4 separate regions of the Mus musculus genome follow, and regions 1, 2 and 3 are each linked to region 4. The links are chromatin contacts, called in public promoter capture Hi-C and targeted proximity ligation maps. All regions are on one chromosome and are shown on one strand. The core of a region is the stretch at or near the end of the contact, and the rest is flanking DNA. Distances in the headings are between cores, read along the strand shown.

Region 1 (3,802 bases), core at 610-3,109, 1.6 Mb before region 4:
GCCTTTAATCCCAGCATTTGGGAGGCAGAGGCAGGCGGATTTCTGAGTCAAGGCCAGCCTGGTCTACAGAGTGAGCTCCAGGACAGCCAGGGCTACACAGAAAAAACATGTCGGGGGGGGGGGCGGGGGGGGGGAAGCATTGTCGGCCTTGAAGTGGTGATATATCTCTGTTGTGTGTGTTCAAGGACTCAAACTCAGGTTGCCTGGCTTGCTTGGTTGGGGAATAAACACCCTTTACCACATTTTCAAGCCATCTCAAGCCCTTCCCTTCCCCTTCCTTCCATTTTTTTTTCTTCATTTGCTCAGGCTGGCCTTGAATTCTGATCTCCCTCCCTTTTCCAACTCCCAAAATTTGGGATTGCAGTCATGCACTTTTTTTGTTGGTGGTGGTGTCTTTGTTTTTTTCCAGGCTGGGTTTCTCAGTGTAACAGAACCCTGGCTGTCGTGGAACTCATTTTGTAGTCCAGGCTGGCCTCCAACTCACACAGATCTACCTAACCCCCAGCCCCCATCCCAGTGCGGGATTAAAGGTCCACTCCATCATGCCTGGCTTAATCATGCACTTTGTATACATGCCTTTTGTAATTAAAAAAAAAAAAAAAAAAAAAAAACAACCAAAAAACCTAACCTTTGTATTTTCTTTTTGTCAAACAGAAGGTTGGAGGCTCATGGGTAGAGGGCTTGTGTAGCACAGACAAGACCTTTGTTTCTATCTCCAGTCACCCAAAAAGTACTCTTGCCACATTTGGCTCACACCTGTAATTTCAGCACTCTGCCTCTTCCCTCTCCCTCTCTCTTGAGACAGGGTCTCACTATATAGTTCTGGTATGGATAGCTCTGGCTGTCCTGGACCTCACTATGTAGATCAGGCTAGCTTAAGAGATACACCTGCCTCTGCTTCCTGCGTGCTGTATGCCACCACCGCTCATTTCCTCCGATCTTAAGTGAGGCAGGAGAAAGAACTAGGTAGGCATAAGTGAACAGATAAGGGGTAACCGGATGGAGAGGGTATGCATTGGTGCTACTGGCACAGACATGGCACCGCACAGCCCACGTTCCTTATACAAATCCTGTCCAGACCCCTGATCATCAGTCTCTGTCGTTCCATAAGCTACACGCTAAGCCTGCAACCCAAGTAGCATTTCTGCTGGCAGGCCATGGTGACCAAAGCTTGCAGCTGAGTTCAGAGAGTAAGGGCCAAGCAGCCGGTCCGCCAGGACACTGCCGGAAAAGCGGAGGCCTGTCGTGGCCCGCAGCATTTTGGGAACATTCAACGCAGGCCCGTCATAGCCCGCAATATTTTGGGTACATTCCGGGCCTAATAGTCAGGATGCGAGGAAGCGCGGGCCAACAGTCTCAGACTCAGGGAAAACAGCTTGTAACGCTGTAGTTAAAGCCTAGGCGACACCGGGCCAGATGCTCGACTCCCCACGAACCACCAGCCAGCCGAGCACCCCCTTACAGGGCAGCGGCATAAACCAATCAGCGCCAGGAATGGCCAAATTTTTTTTTTTCCCCACCCATCCACCCAATTGAATGTTTCCTCTGAAAGGCGGTTCCGTCTAGGAGTCCTTCAGCCCAATGAGAGTTGTGGAAATTTCCAGAAAGAACAGGACCAATGGGTGCGGCCAGGCCAGCTACAATTGACGGACTAACCAACCAATCCGTGTCGTCAAGACCCGCTCCTCCCTCAGTTAGCCTAGCCCTGAAATAGGCGGGACTTGCCGCGGAGTGTCCAATCCGGAGGTGCAGAGGAGGCAGGGCTGAAGAGAAGACCCGTAAAAAACCAATGAAAGAGAAGTCACGATGATTGACTGAACTTTAAGCCTATAAAAGGGGCGAGCAGAGCCTCCTGGACGTGTTCAACCAGTGAGCAGGCGAGGAAGGGGCGGTAACCTGGGGGTCCCGGCAGCTTCTAGTAGGTTCCAGAAGGCGGCGCGTGCGGTTGGGAACGCGGAGCGGACGAATTCGATTCAACGGGGTTCCGGGCCAGGCTATGGAGCAGGTGAAGGGGGAGGGGCGGCCGGGGCCCCGGGGCAGCGCAGGCCTGTTGGCGGGGAGAAGCGAGTGGTTGGGGGGCCGGGTCGGGCGGCCGAGGCGCGGGCGTGAGAGCCGCGGTCGGGCGTGTGAGGGGAGAATGGCGAGCGCCCGTCGCCCCCGCGACCCGCCGAGTGGAGCGGGAACAGGCCTGGCCGCGGCCGGGCCCCGAAGCTTCTGGGGGCCGGGCCTCCTCAGCGCGGAGAGGCCCCTGTCGGCCGCTGCGAACTTGGAGGGATCCGGTGACCGATCACCCCAGCAGCCTTCGGGGTACACGGCATCTGTGTGCGCCCGGGAAAAGGACCCGCGCGACTGCAGAGAAGGCGGGCGCGGACAGTGTCACCAGGGCTCCCTGAGGCATACATATGTCGCCCCTCCCCCCACTTTTCGTAGTGACTGTGGGGTGACTGAGTATCCGACCCTTGGAAATTCCGTTCCCGATTACACAGGATTTAGTGGTTTTAGACAGTTGTGAGCCGATAGTGAGGAGCTAGAAGTCCCTGTCTCTACCGCTCAGCATCTGATCTGGGGCACAGAGGGAAACCTGCCGTCCTTACCTTGGTGATTTAGCTCAGGCTACAGTGGCCTGCATCTGAGGCCTGGAGAGGTTTTGTTACCTTGGAAGCTGTCATTGAACCGTTGTGATTCATCCAAACACACACATACAAAAAGAGCACAGCTTACTACTACTTTTACTGTGATGTATAAAGTAAAACCTTTTGTTCTGGAATAGTCACTGTGAGGGACCGTGGGGCCTCTCACCTTGTTAATAAGACTAAATGGAGAGGTTAATCAACTTTCTGTACCCTTGGAGTAATTAAACTGTAACTGCAGTACGGACAAGAGAGACGCTTTTTTGGTATGAGTAACACCTTGCTCTGTTACAACAAAAAGAGGTTGTTTTTCATTATCATTCATTCATTCATTGTGTGGCACTAGGGATCAAACACAGGGCCTGAATTTAGAGCTATGGTCTACCCCGTCCATCCTCCCCACCCTCCTCAGTGGGGAAAAATCCTGCCAGCCATTATACAAGTGTGCAAGTGTTCCTGTGGACTGCAAACTTACAGTAAGATGACAAATTTGAGCGTTGGGCTTAGAGATGGCTCAGTTGGTTCAGCGTTTGATGTCTAAGGATGAAGGCCTGGGTTCCGATTGCCTTTACCCACTAAATCGGTGAGGGGAGGGGAGACCCGAGCATCTCAGGCCTGTCTGTGAGCTCCAGATTCATTGAGATTCTGTCTCAGAGTAAGGTGGAGAGTGTTGGAGGAAGACCCTGACTTCCAATGTCTGCCCCATGCACTAGCATATACACAAATGCGTTTGAATATTGGAAATTGTACATTTGAGCCAGGTGGTGGTGGCATAAGTAAGCCTTTAATCCCAGCACTTGGGAGGCAGAGGCAGGTGGATTTCTGAGTTTGAGGAGAGCCTGGTCTACAGAGAGTTCCAGGACAGCTAGGGTTATACAGAGAAACCCTGTCTGGAAAATTGTACATTTGAAGAGTAGAATTCCAGGTAACTCCTACAGTGACACATAGTTTATATTTTAAGATTTAATTTTGCTAGGCATGATGGTGCACTCAATGAGGCAGAGGCAGGCTGATCTCTGAGTAAGTAAGTGGACCACCAGAGTTGTATAGTGAGACCCTGTCTTAAAAAATCCCAAAACATTATTTCTAATGCCCGGTGTGGTGGCACAGATCTTCAATCCCAACACTTGGAAGGCAGAGGCAGACAGATAGACAGCTTTGTCTATATAGTG
Region 2 (3,912 bases), core at 531-3,030, 1.0 Mb after region 4:
CAGCTGACTGGGGGGGGGGGGGCTCCTCACCACTCCTTCTGGGCATCCTGTTCAGCCACACACCCAGCTTCATGCCAAGTCCCGCCCAGCCCTGTGGCGGTTTCGGGAAAGGGGCATCCAAAAGGTGGAGCTGGGGAGGCTTCTGGGAGGCTCCTTCCATACAGCTGACCTCTGGCCCAGAGGGAAACTGGAAACTGCCTCCTTGAGACACAGTGAGGATCAAATAGGGCTGAAGGTCCTCTTCACTGCCTGACTTTGAATACAATGGGAGATGAAGTCATGGAGGTGAAACCCAAAGACTTCTGACCATGGTCCACTTAGCTTCCATTAAACACCCAGTCTGAGGTCTGGGGAGACAGGCGAGACCTTTTTCCCCTCTTTTTTAGACAGAATATCTAATCCATGCTGGCCTTGAACTCACTGAACAGCCAAGCTGACATTGAGCTTCAGATTTTCCTGGCTTCACCTCATCAGTATTGGAATTAGAAGCATGGATCTCCAAGCCCGGTTTATGTGGAACTGGGAATGGGACCGAGGCTTTCATGAGTGCTGGTTAAGCATCCGGGCAGCGCGGCTACATTTCCAGCCCACTTATGCTCACCAAAAGTTAAAAAGAAAAATCTGATCACAAAGAAGGTTGCGGAGATTTAGAGAAAAGTAAGATTTATTCCTGAAATCCAAAGTGCTCCACCCTCCAGATACTAGCTCCTCAGCCAAGTCCCGCCCTCTGTCCTGTCGCTAAGAAGTGGGGGCGTGGCTACCTTGCTCCAGTCTCTTCGAAGAGCCCCTTTTTCCTTTCTCCTGTCCTGACACCTCCTATTCTAGGCTTCTCAGAGTCGAGGTTTTGATCGGAACAGTGCAGGGTCCCCAGACTCTAAGAAACTAAGGATCATCTGCATTGATTAAACATTATACCAAAGAGCTGGAGAGATGGCCCAGAGGTTAAGAACATTGGCTGCTCTTCCAGAGGATCCCGGTTCACCCACATAGTGGCTCATAATGTCTGTAACTCTAGTTCCAGGGTTTCCGAGTGCAGAGGACACCAGGATGCATGTCTATGTCTATACATGCAGATAAAACGCCCACACGCGTAAAAAATAAAACTAAAAGGCCATCATACTATATACCATAATATGAACCATTCATGACATCTGCCATGTGCCAGAGCTAGCTCTGAGCTCTACAGATGGACGGTTCCATAGTTTTCCTTAGCTCACTGGCTGCCTGGGTGAGATGCGTGGTAATTCCACCTTCATTGAAACTTCCTGGAGCTGGCTGAAGAGGTCCTGCAGTGACCCACAAGGGCATGCCCGGGCCACTCCTTTCTCATCTGGCCTACAACATTTGGAGGAGGTCCGCAAATAGCAGAAACTCATATTCATTCATTCATTCATTCATTCATTCACCCACCCATTCATTCATAAAAATAACCTCCCACCCATGGCAGATAGTCCAGGTGCTTCCTCCTTCCCTGTCCCCAGCCTCTCTCCAAGTACTTGTCTACTCTCCCACGAGCCCTGGGTGCCCTCTGGAGGCGTAGGTCTCCGCTCACCCCTGCGGCCTCAGCGACTGCACGCAGTAGGTGCTGCAAAAGTCTTTCTTGAGTGTCTAGACAGGACGCCAGGAGACCGGACCCCAGGAGCGTCCACCCTTGGGCGGGCGCCGCACCCCCATCTTGTCCCGGGCTTCTCACCTGAGCTGGGTGTCCCCCGCCCCCCGGGCCGCCTCCTGTCCCGGCCGCCCCGCTCCCACTTCCTCCCGCCGCCCCGCCCCTTCCACATTCCTGTCCCGCCGGGCCAGCCCCGCGCCCGCCGCAGCCAGCCCGCCGCGTACCGCCTGCTGCTCCGCGCACCGCCGTCCGCCAGCCAGGGATGAACGCGTCCCAGGTTGCGGGAGAAGAGGCGCCGCAGAGCGGGCACTCGGTCAAGGTGGTCCTGGTGGGCGACGGGGGCTGCGGGAAGACGTCACTGATGATGGTCTTCGCCAAAGGGGCCTTCCCAGAGGTGAGTGCCCTCATCCTTGGCCCTGCGCTGGGGACACCCCCCATGTGCGGGTCTGCTGAGAGCTGCCTCGAAAGAACCCAGCTCTAGCCTCCTAGGGGGAAATCTCAGCAGGGCCTGGGGTCGAAGGCAGAGTTTTTCAGTTTTAGCCAGTAGAAGCAAAGTGGGACTAATAGCACTTAGGGGGAGGGGTGTCACAGGGACTGAATTGGGCCACCTAGGGAAATAGCAAATCCTACGAGAGCAGTTGTTGTCACTACTTGGCGACGAGAGTGTGAGGACTTTGGAGCTCGACTGGCAGCAGTAAAATCAAGCCTTTGCCTCTTACAGCTGTGTGCCTTTGGGCAAGTCCCTTAACCTCTCTGAAGGTTAACTACATGATAGGACTGAAAGCCCCTACCCGAGCGTAGTATAGAAAAGAGTGCTGAAAGTTAGTTGCTGAAAGTTAGTAAGTGATGTTCGTCGGGCGACATCACCTCTTCTCCATCCACTATGGTGCAAATCCCCATGCTTTACCCTAGAGAGGAAAACTGGAACACCGACCCTTCTCTGAAGAGTCTGATTATGCCATACTTCGACTCTAACCAAGCCTCAGTTTCTCAGAGCAACCTGATAGGGGGAAGAAAGCTGGGACAGTGAGGCTGAAGGCTGATGGCCGGCTCGGTGCGGTACCTGGTTGCATCCTGGCTCTCTGGGCTTGTCACTGTGAGTCCTCAAGGACCCCATGACCAGAACAGTGGCTGAGCCCTCCTTCTGTGCCTCCACGAGGAGTGGGGGTCCTGTGTGTTTGTGGGTTTGCCTTCAGCAGCAAGCCTTCTTTTCCTGTCCCCACGTCCTTCTGGCCTCTGGGATTGTGCAGAAGTGGGTAATTTGATGGAAGGAGCCAGAGAAGCTGACCTGGCAAATAGGGCACAGTCTTGCTTGCTACTCTGAATACCAGTGGTTTTTATGGTTGTTGGGTTTTTTTTTGGGGGGGGGGGTTGTATTTTTGTCGTTTTACTTTAGTGGTTCCTGTTTTGTTTTTGAGACAGGATATTACTGTGGAGGCCTTGTACGCTCAGTCCTCCTGTCTCTCGGCCCAAGGATTGCTCAGATCACGTGTATGCACCACCATACCCATCTCACAGCCTTTGGTTTTGTGGTTTGCAAAGCTGACGTCACCTTCTTTGACCAGTTACAGTTTTTTTGTTTTTAAGTATAGGAGATATTTTCCAGGTCTTTAGGTACTGCCCATGGGAACCCAACCAACGTGGGAACCAGGAGATCAGAGGAGGCACCTAAAGGTGGAGGGGGTGGGGAAGGCTCTGCAACACTGGCCTGGGGCAGGCATCCTAGACACTAGGCAGAAAAGTCCATGAACTGTTTATGGGGTTTTGTGTGTGTGTGTGTGTGTGTGTGTGTGTGTGTGTTCACAAGGTTTCTCTGTATAGTCCTGGCTGCCCTAGAACTTACTCTGTAGACCATGCTGACCTCTGCCTCATGAGTGCTGGGATTAAAGGTGTGTGCCACCACTTAAGAGGCTCATGAACCATATATGTTTTACAGGACGCACTGGAGTGAGTGGCAGAGGACCAGAGTGGTCACCAGGGGGGTGGACCAACCTTGTCCTTAGTCTTCCTTTGTCTAGGAAATCCCTGGCATGAGAGAGGGCTCTTTTAATTATGTTTTATGTTTTAGTTAGTTAGTTTTCTTTTTGAGACAAAGTCTTTGTATGTAGTCTACATTCATGTCAAATCAATGATCCTCCTGCCTCTGCTTCTATCGTGCTGTGACTTCAAGTATGAAATACCACTATTAGAAACAGGGTTTCTCTGTGTGTGTAGCCCTAGCTGTTCTGGAATTCATTCTATAGACCAGGCTGGCCTCAAACACAGAGATTTGCCTGTCTCTGCCTGGGATTACCGGTGTGTGC
Region 3 (3,779 bases), core at 931-3,430, 1.4 Mb after region 4:
CTGGCTCATGGAGCCACACCCAGCCTTGTGGAAGTTGTCAGGACAGTGGATAGCAGCATCAAGCCAAGGTGCTGGGGGTGGGGGGGAAGGAGCCTCTAACTGCCTCCCTTAGGAGTCAGGGACCCGGTGTATTTAGAGCCTTCCAAGGATGGTTTTAAAGCGGAGCTGGTGTAGGGGCATTAGGACGTTCACGGGAGAGGCTTAAGTGAACTGGTATTTCCACCCTGCCAGGCATGCCTGCCAATCTACAGGAAGGGCCCTTTAGGCTCCGGCTGTCCAATAGTGCCTCCAGCTGTGAAGGCAGCCAAGCCCTACGCTGCCCCCTGGTGGCACCTCCTTATGCAGACATCATTGGTGTTCTGTCTGGCCTTCAGCTGCAAGGCGCAGAGCTGGAGGTAGCAATGGACAAGATGGGAAGGCAAAGCTCGGTTCAAGCGCCCTTCCCAGTTCCTGCTCTGCCCTTCCCCTCTGCCCACTCAGGCTTCCCCAGAGGAACCACACACAGAAAGGCTGAGAGAATGACTCCAAAGCATCTTTTATTTATACAAAAAGGACATATTTAGTAAAAGACACACCAAAAAAAGAGTCGGCTGTGGCCCCAGAGATGAGGCAGGAAGGTCTTCTGCACTCCTGTTGAAGAGGCAGGAGGTGGCCTGGGCTAAGAGTTAAGGAGTAAGTGCTGTGTGGTGGGGCCACAGAGAGGAGCAAGCTCCCGTCAGATCAGCACTGTGAGCAGGTCATGGAAGGGACTCCCAGTGGCCTCCCAGCACTCCCACAGAGGGAGGAGACCAGTTTGTACAGCCAACTGGACGAAGATCTGCTACCTGGTTCCTGGAGGGTGCCCACTAAGGGACACAGGACAGGAAGCCCAGGATAGGAAGCAACTTGGGGCGCGAAGGCCAGGGAGAAGCAGGCGCTCTGCAGTGGCCAGAAAGGTCCCGGCGAGGAGGTCAAGGTGCTTCCTGTTACGTGCGGGCATTGCGTTCTGTCTCTGCCAAGCACTCTCTGACTAGTGCCCGAGCGTGGATGATGCCTGGGGTGCGGTGAGGATGGGGAAGTAATAAACAGGGCCCCAGAAACAGTCCACAGCCACCCTTCAGAGCAGACACTCCCCCACCGCTCCATGGTTCAGCAAGAGCACCTCTAATCTAATGAGGATGGATGGGATTAAGGGTTGGCTAATCCGAGTTCCCAGGCACCTTCTTGGAAACAGACTCATTTGAAAATGGAAAAGTTCATTTAAAACCCCTCCTTAGGTACACGTTCTGTTCCAATCGAGGCTGGCCCAAATGTCCTGTCCTGACTCTAGATATCCTCCATCCTTACTGAACTGTCTTAAAGTTCAGTGTCTGTGTCCTGGGCAGAGCAAGGGCAGGCCTGTGGCTTCACTTACCTCTCTTCAGGCGCTCCATGGCACTCTTGCTACCAGCATAGGTGGGCCGGATCTCTTTGCCCATCTCCTCTATGACAGACAGCAGGTCCGTGTAGGTGCTCTGAGAGCCCTGGGAACCAGGTGGCTTCATCGCCTGTGTCAAAAGAAAATACAGACGTGATCTCAGACCCCGAGGGGATCTCCTGTCCTCAGCCATAAGCAAGCTCTTGGCCACACTCACCTGTACATACCCCATGGAGGGCGGACCAAAGTCGTTAAACAGCGGTCTGAAAGGTGCGGCAGCTCCTGGCACTGAGCCCGATGGCGATGGGACACTCCCGGCTGCAACGACACCAGCAAGAGGTCAGAGTGTGACAAGGGCCTCGTCACAGATTTCCAAGCCCAGGACTGTTCCCTTGACTAACCTCCAACGGCATGCTTCTTCATTCCACTCTGAACAACTTCGGAGACACACTCCTCCCCCCTGCGCTCCACCTACAAGCTCTACGTGACCACGCCCACTTCTCAGGCCAGCAAACTGAGGCTGAGCCAGGCTCGTCTAGCAGGCCCCGGATTGCAAAACTCGAGCGGTTTCTCTCCAAGACCTCGACTGCCCGGACAAGGCGAACAAGGATGGAGTTGGAGCCTCACCTGTAGGGACCGGGGTGCCTGGCCCGGGGGTGCTGGAGCCCGGGGTACTGCTGGGGGCGGGCGCGATAGGTTTGTAGGACATCCCAACTCCTCAGTGCGGCGGCCGCCAGCCGGCCGCTCCTCTGGGGTTGGCTGTCCGGCAGCTCAGCCGCACTCTGATTGGCAAGCGAGCTGCACGCCCCTGGTAAATAGAGCTCCGGCCGGAAGGGTGGGCGGGCACGATCGGTCCTCACTCTCGATTGGCGCGCTCAGCTGTCACTCGAGCCTCCTCATTGGCTGAATCTTGCCCCCGCAGGGCGCAACCGCTGCCGATTGGCCTCCACCTTCCGGACCTCGCACCTGTCTGCCCCGGATTGGGCGGTGACAGTCGTCCTCCTCAATTGGCGAGTTCGGGGCCCGGGGCCGGCGCGCTTTCAATCCGATTAGTCCCGAGGTCCAAGAGGCGGGGCCTCGGCAGCGGGCCAGTCTGGTCCCCGCGGTTTGCTCCGGTGGTGTGTGGCGGGCCGCCGAACACACTTCGTCCTCACCGCTTCGCGACTTCCCTCCGCTCAGAACTCCCAAGGCCACGGCTCCCACAGTGTGAGCACTCCGCCCTACCCCGAGCGTTTTACGTCACCTTTCACTGGTTCCGTGTCCCCCCCCCTTCGGCTGTGCGCATGTGCGCGCCTCAGGCCTGTATTTGTTCCCATGGCAACGGTTCCCTCACCAAAGTCATTACCAAGCTCCTTCTCTGGATTGGTTTGAATCTTCGGTCTAGGCAGGTGGGTCCAAGGCAGCCAACGACGCTGCTCGACACTGAACCCTAAGTCCCCTACTCTCTCCACAGACAATGATAGAGCATCATAGATCAAGAATTGCGTTAGGTCAAGTCAGGACCCTGGTCAAGACCCTTGGCTGGAATCTCAACACCTCATTAATGGTTTCCTCCTGGACTCTTTTTGGCGGGTGGGATGAGATTGAGACAAGGTCTCAAGTAGCCCAGTCAGAACTCGAACTCTCCGGGTAGGGGAGGGTGACCTTGAATTCCTGATGCTCTTGTCTCGGAAATGCTAAAGGATTACAGTCACACGCCAGTTTCTTGCCCTAATAGGTTTCCGTTTTCTCATGAAACATGAAGACAGTAATACCTGGAAAGTAAACTTGGAAGTGGGTAGAGAAATAGAGATGAGAGCCAGCCCCATATGGGTTGAAGCATGGTTGATTATTGTTCTGACGTCATTAATGAAACTCCCACCTGGGTCTGGCCATCTAGTTCCTATTTCCTTGAAATCAATTCACTTTAAAATTAAAATAAAACTATTTTATGTATACGAGTGTTTTGTCTGCATATATGTCTGCAGAACTGCTGCTTTAGCCCTCAACTCACTTTTTAAAAAAGCGACTGCAGAGATGGCTTAGCAGGTAAGAGGACAGGCTGCTCCTCCAGAGGACCCAGGTTAGAATTCTAAGCATTTACATAAAGTGCCTCAGAACCATCTGTAACTGCATTTCCAGGGGGCCCAATATCTCTTTCTGTTCTCAGTGGGCACCTAGCAAGCAGGTAGTACACAAACGTACAGTCAGAGAAAACACCCTAGACTTTTTTTTTTTTTTTTTTTCTGAGAAAGGGTCTCACTATCTAGCTCTAGCTAACCTGGAACTCAATATGTAGGCCAGGCTGGCCTTAAACTCACAGAGATCCTCTCTCTTCTTCCTGAATGCTTTGATTGAAGGCATGCACTACCACTCCCAGCTAAATAAATCTCCCTGTTTTTTT
Region 4 (3,442 bases), core at 635-3,134:
TCCAGCATCAGCTTGGAGCTTGGCCATTGATGGGCTTTGAGACTGGGGCATGTTATTTAGTCTCAGTTTCCCTGTTATTAACATCATTCAACGTTCCATTGCTGTTGAGAAGCCAGCTCTCATAGCTCAGAAATCAGAGTTTTAATCGGCTTTTGTTTTTGTTTTTTATTTTTTAAGTTTTGAGACAGGATCTCTATTATGTAGCTCTAGCTGACCTGGAAGTCACTTTGTAGACCAAATTGGCTTCAAACTCCCAGAGATCTGCCTGCCTCTGCCTCCTGAATGCTGGGATTAAATGCATGCCTAGCTGTCGACTTAAAAACTTGAAAGTTCAAAATTGATGGGGTTTTTTAAGTCCATGAAATAAAGTGAAGAGAGTAAAAGCCTCCTATAAGGGGTCTGGCATCCTTTCCTTCCTTTTCTTGCAGAAATCTGAGGCATGTGTTGGGATTGAGTGTCGGTGGGGGTGGGGGCTCAGCGTTCTGGGAGAGAAAACTGGGTTCAAGCTCTGTGAGCTAAGGATGTGGGGCCCCTCCAGTCCAGGAAGCACCTCACATGCTTAGGCAAGTCTGGACAGCTATGTCCCCAGCCCAATACTGGGGGACCCAGCATCTCAGTGACCCCCGTTCTGGGCTAGAAGCACTGCCAGGGGCATCTCTCGCTCCCAGGTCGTCGGTCCTTAGGGGCCGTTTGGGGCCAGGAAGGGAGGGGCACCCAGGGTGACTCAGCCTCAGTGACTCGGCCCGCTGTGACTCGGCGAAACGGACGCAGCTCCTTCCCTCCCCTGGCGACACGTGCTCGCGGCCCCTCGACAGGAAATGGACACCTGCAACCTCTCAAGTGCCCCTATCCAGCAGTGAGAGACGTCGGGTGCCGAGAATGTGGAGCGCGAGTGTGGCCGGGCAGGTGACCCCGCGCACATCCCAACACTTCGTGGTCTCCAGGAACCCCTCGGAACCACTGCCTGGGGCCCATGGGCTCTATACTGCGCACAAAGAGATGAGGACTTGACCGGATAAAGGGACACGGACAACCAGAGCAACACACGGACAGCCTCGGACAGGCTGCTAAGAATTCTCTGTCCCGGCTGAGTTCTGATGGACCCCGTCTCTATGTGCCCAGACCCCAGGTCCCAGTTATTAACTGGAGATGGAGAACACCTCTGATCCTGTCCAGGCAGGGATGGGGCAGGTATTTAGAGGGACAGCGTATTAGGGGCAGATAGGAGGAAATGTAAGACCGTAACGGAGACGGAGGGGCAGAAAGACAGTCAGCTAGGGAGATACGGGCGAGCGAGAAGGGGAATTCGCAGATATTCGCGCTTCCCGCTGCGCTCGTCCCCTTGGCCACCGGGTACATAGGTTCCCCGACCACACAGAACGTGCAGGATCCTCGGTCGCGACCACCAGAGTCAGATGCTGCTCGGGGCCCCAGTCCAAATCCCGGAGCAAACTAGACTAATCCCAGCATCCCTGATGCTGTCCAAACTCAGGTCCCCCCCCCCCCGACGATTCGGCCAGTCTCACCTGCTGCTGGGCGGTCTGTGCCTGAGCTTGCGGGGGCTGCGCGGGGCGACCGTACGGGCTGCCAGCCCCGGAGCTCGGTCCCGGTTCCCCGTAGTCTCGGTACATGCCCTGGGCTGGATGTTCGGTAGGGTCCGCGTTGGCGGCTGCGGTTCTGACTCACTCGCGCCTCTCGGAGTCTGGTCTTTTTTATGAATGAAAAGTTCTTGGGCTGAACCACTTGCACCACGGGGGGTGGGGGCGTGTCTCAGCGGCGCCTTTCACCTCGCAGGGGACCCACCTCTCCAGATGAACCTCTGTGGACCGGTCCGCTCGGAACTTCACGACCCTCTGCTCGGGTGGCAAGCCGCCTCTACAGACAGAAAGCGACCGACTTGGCGTCCCCTAGCATCCGCGGCGGCCACGCCCCCCTCTGACGCAGCTGCCCATACATGGTGCAATTTCCTTGCCGCGCCCAGGTGCACCGAGGATTCCCCCTGACGCACCTTGCCGAAGTTGGGGCTTGCAACTGCGCCCCGCCCCGTTCAGACTAGCCAAGGTTCCCAACACAGGGCGAAACAAAATCCTGTGGCCGCCTGGCCTCGCGCCAAGACTTAGAAAGAAGAACGGGGAGAGTGTCTGAAAGCTGGGAAGTGAATTATAAATATGGGTTATTATTATCATCATCATTATTTACCTGGAGAGAATCATTCCAACTGTCACCCAAGTCTGCAGTCCTGACTTAAGACCGCTCCTCTCAAGTGGGGTGAGAAGTTTCTTTAGTTGAGTTTGCTTTGCTTGTGGTTTGTGGAGGGAGGTTGGTTGAGACAGGGTCTCAGGTATCTAGTTGAGGCTGCCCTTGAACTCCTGATCCTTCCGTCACCTCTCAAGTGTTGGACTGTGCCACCATCACACCTGGCTTTTGTAGATAGGGTCTCTTGTTGTGCAGGTTGGCCTTGAACTCCTTATGTAGCTTAGAATAACCTGCTTTCACTTCTCAAGTGGAGGGCAGACATTACAAATGTGCCCCTCCACACCCAGTTTCAACTGTTGTCAAGGTTTTTGATAGACTGAAAGGTTATTGACAAACCAGGGTTATGAAATGTTGTTATATTTGAATACTACGTGAAGTGGCATTTAGTGTACCCACAGATAGAAGGCGCTACATGTTTGAGACCGTCTCTGGAGCTATCACAAGCTTTAATCCAGGCCTCTACAGGCAGAGAGCGCCTACAGAAGGACATAGGTGTCCTGAGACACAGTCAGTAAGGCTTCTTGACTGAAGGTCTGACTGGAGGCACTCCTCCAGTACTATGTGTGTCACCAGCCCACTTTGGAAGTATGTGAAAGGCCTTGATACGGGTGAGGTCCTGACCAGGTGTGCTGAGGAGGTAAATGCCATCATAACCCCCACTTCTCAGATGGGAAAAACTGAGGCTGACAGGTATTGAAATGAGTTGCTCAAGGCCACTGAGTAAGTGGCTGAGTCTGGTGACCAAGTCAGGCCATGAGCTTCAAGCCTTTACATTGTACGTACACGAAGAATGGCAGACTGGGAGAGCATGGGTCCCAAAACTCTTTCTCTGATTTCTTCCATCTCAATGGAGACTGAAGAAACTTGTCCTCAGGGAAGCAGAGGCCTGGGCTGTCTTCATTGGGAACAAAGGCTGGGGTTCTGCTGTTTGGACTCAGGCCTGGAGGCCAGTATATCTCATCATAGAACTATACTTTGTGTCCATGTGACCCGGGGAGGTCTCCTTCCTGAGTCTGGGGTGGGCCTCACTGTTGACCTCACAGGGCTACTATGGGACCAAAGGAGACCACGGATGTGACAGAGCTTTGCTGTTGAAGCATCCTCAAAAGATCACCAGCCTAGAGCCCCTCTAGGGCTCTAGGGCTCTTTCCTTAAGCTAGGAAAGAGAAATGCAGGCATGTGTGTT

Evidence for each region. Promoter capture Hi-C pulls out the DNA fragments that hold promoters and counts their contacts.
Region 1: a promoter capture Hi-C map of liver shows a contact between it and region 4, with 3 times the contacts expected there. A contact is called at or near these places in 2 of 39 promoter capture datasets (liver and pre-B cells) and 1 of 130 datasets of targeted methods (pancreatic cancer cells).
Region 2: a targeted proximity ligation map of pancreatic cancer cells shows a contact between it and region 4. A contact is called at or near these places in 3 of 39 promoter capture datasets (liver and pre-B cells) and 1 of 130 datasets of targeted methods (pancreatic cancer cells).
Region 3: a contact with region 4 is called in a targeted proximity ligation map of pancreatic cancer cells. A contact is called at or near these places in 1 of 39 promoter capture datasets (embryonic stem cells) and 1 of 130 datasets of targeted methods (pancreatic cancer cells).

What each region holds. Positions count from the first base shown.
Region 1 is chr19:7,038,083-7,041,884 of GRCm38.p6, reverse strand. It overlaps Stip1 (stress-induced phosphoprotein 1), which reads left to right and starts at 1,859. Exons shown (of 14, transcript NM_016737.2): 1 at 1,859-2,005. The coding sequence starts at 1,997.
Region 2 is chr19:4,437,311-4,441,222 of GRCm38.p6, reverse strand. Rhod (ras homolog family member D) reads left to right here and starts at 1,780. Exons shown (of 5, transcript NM_007485.5): 1 at 1,780-2,003. The coding sequence starts at 1,872. It overlaps A930001C03Rik (RIKEN cDNA A930001C03 gene), which reads right to left and starts at 1,900. Exons shown (of 3, transcript NR_045990.1): 1 at 1,834-1,900.
Region 3 is chr19:4,095,752-4,099,530 of GRCm38.p6, reverse strand. Cdk2ap2 (CDK2-associated protein 2) reads right to left here and starts at 2,180. Exons shown (of 4, transcript NM_026373.4): 1 at 2,024-2,180; 2 at 1,614-1,714; 3 at 1,394-1,526; 4 at 514-1,033. The coding sequence starts at 2,105. The coding sequence ends at 966.
Region 4 is chr19:5,446,140-5,449,581 of GRCm38.p6, reverse strand. Fosl1 (fos-like antigen 1) reads right to left here and starts at 1,884. Exons shown (of 4, transcript NM_010235.2): 1 at 1,527-1,884. The coding sequence starts at 1,631.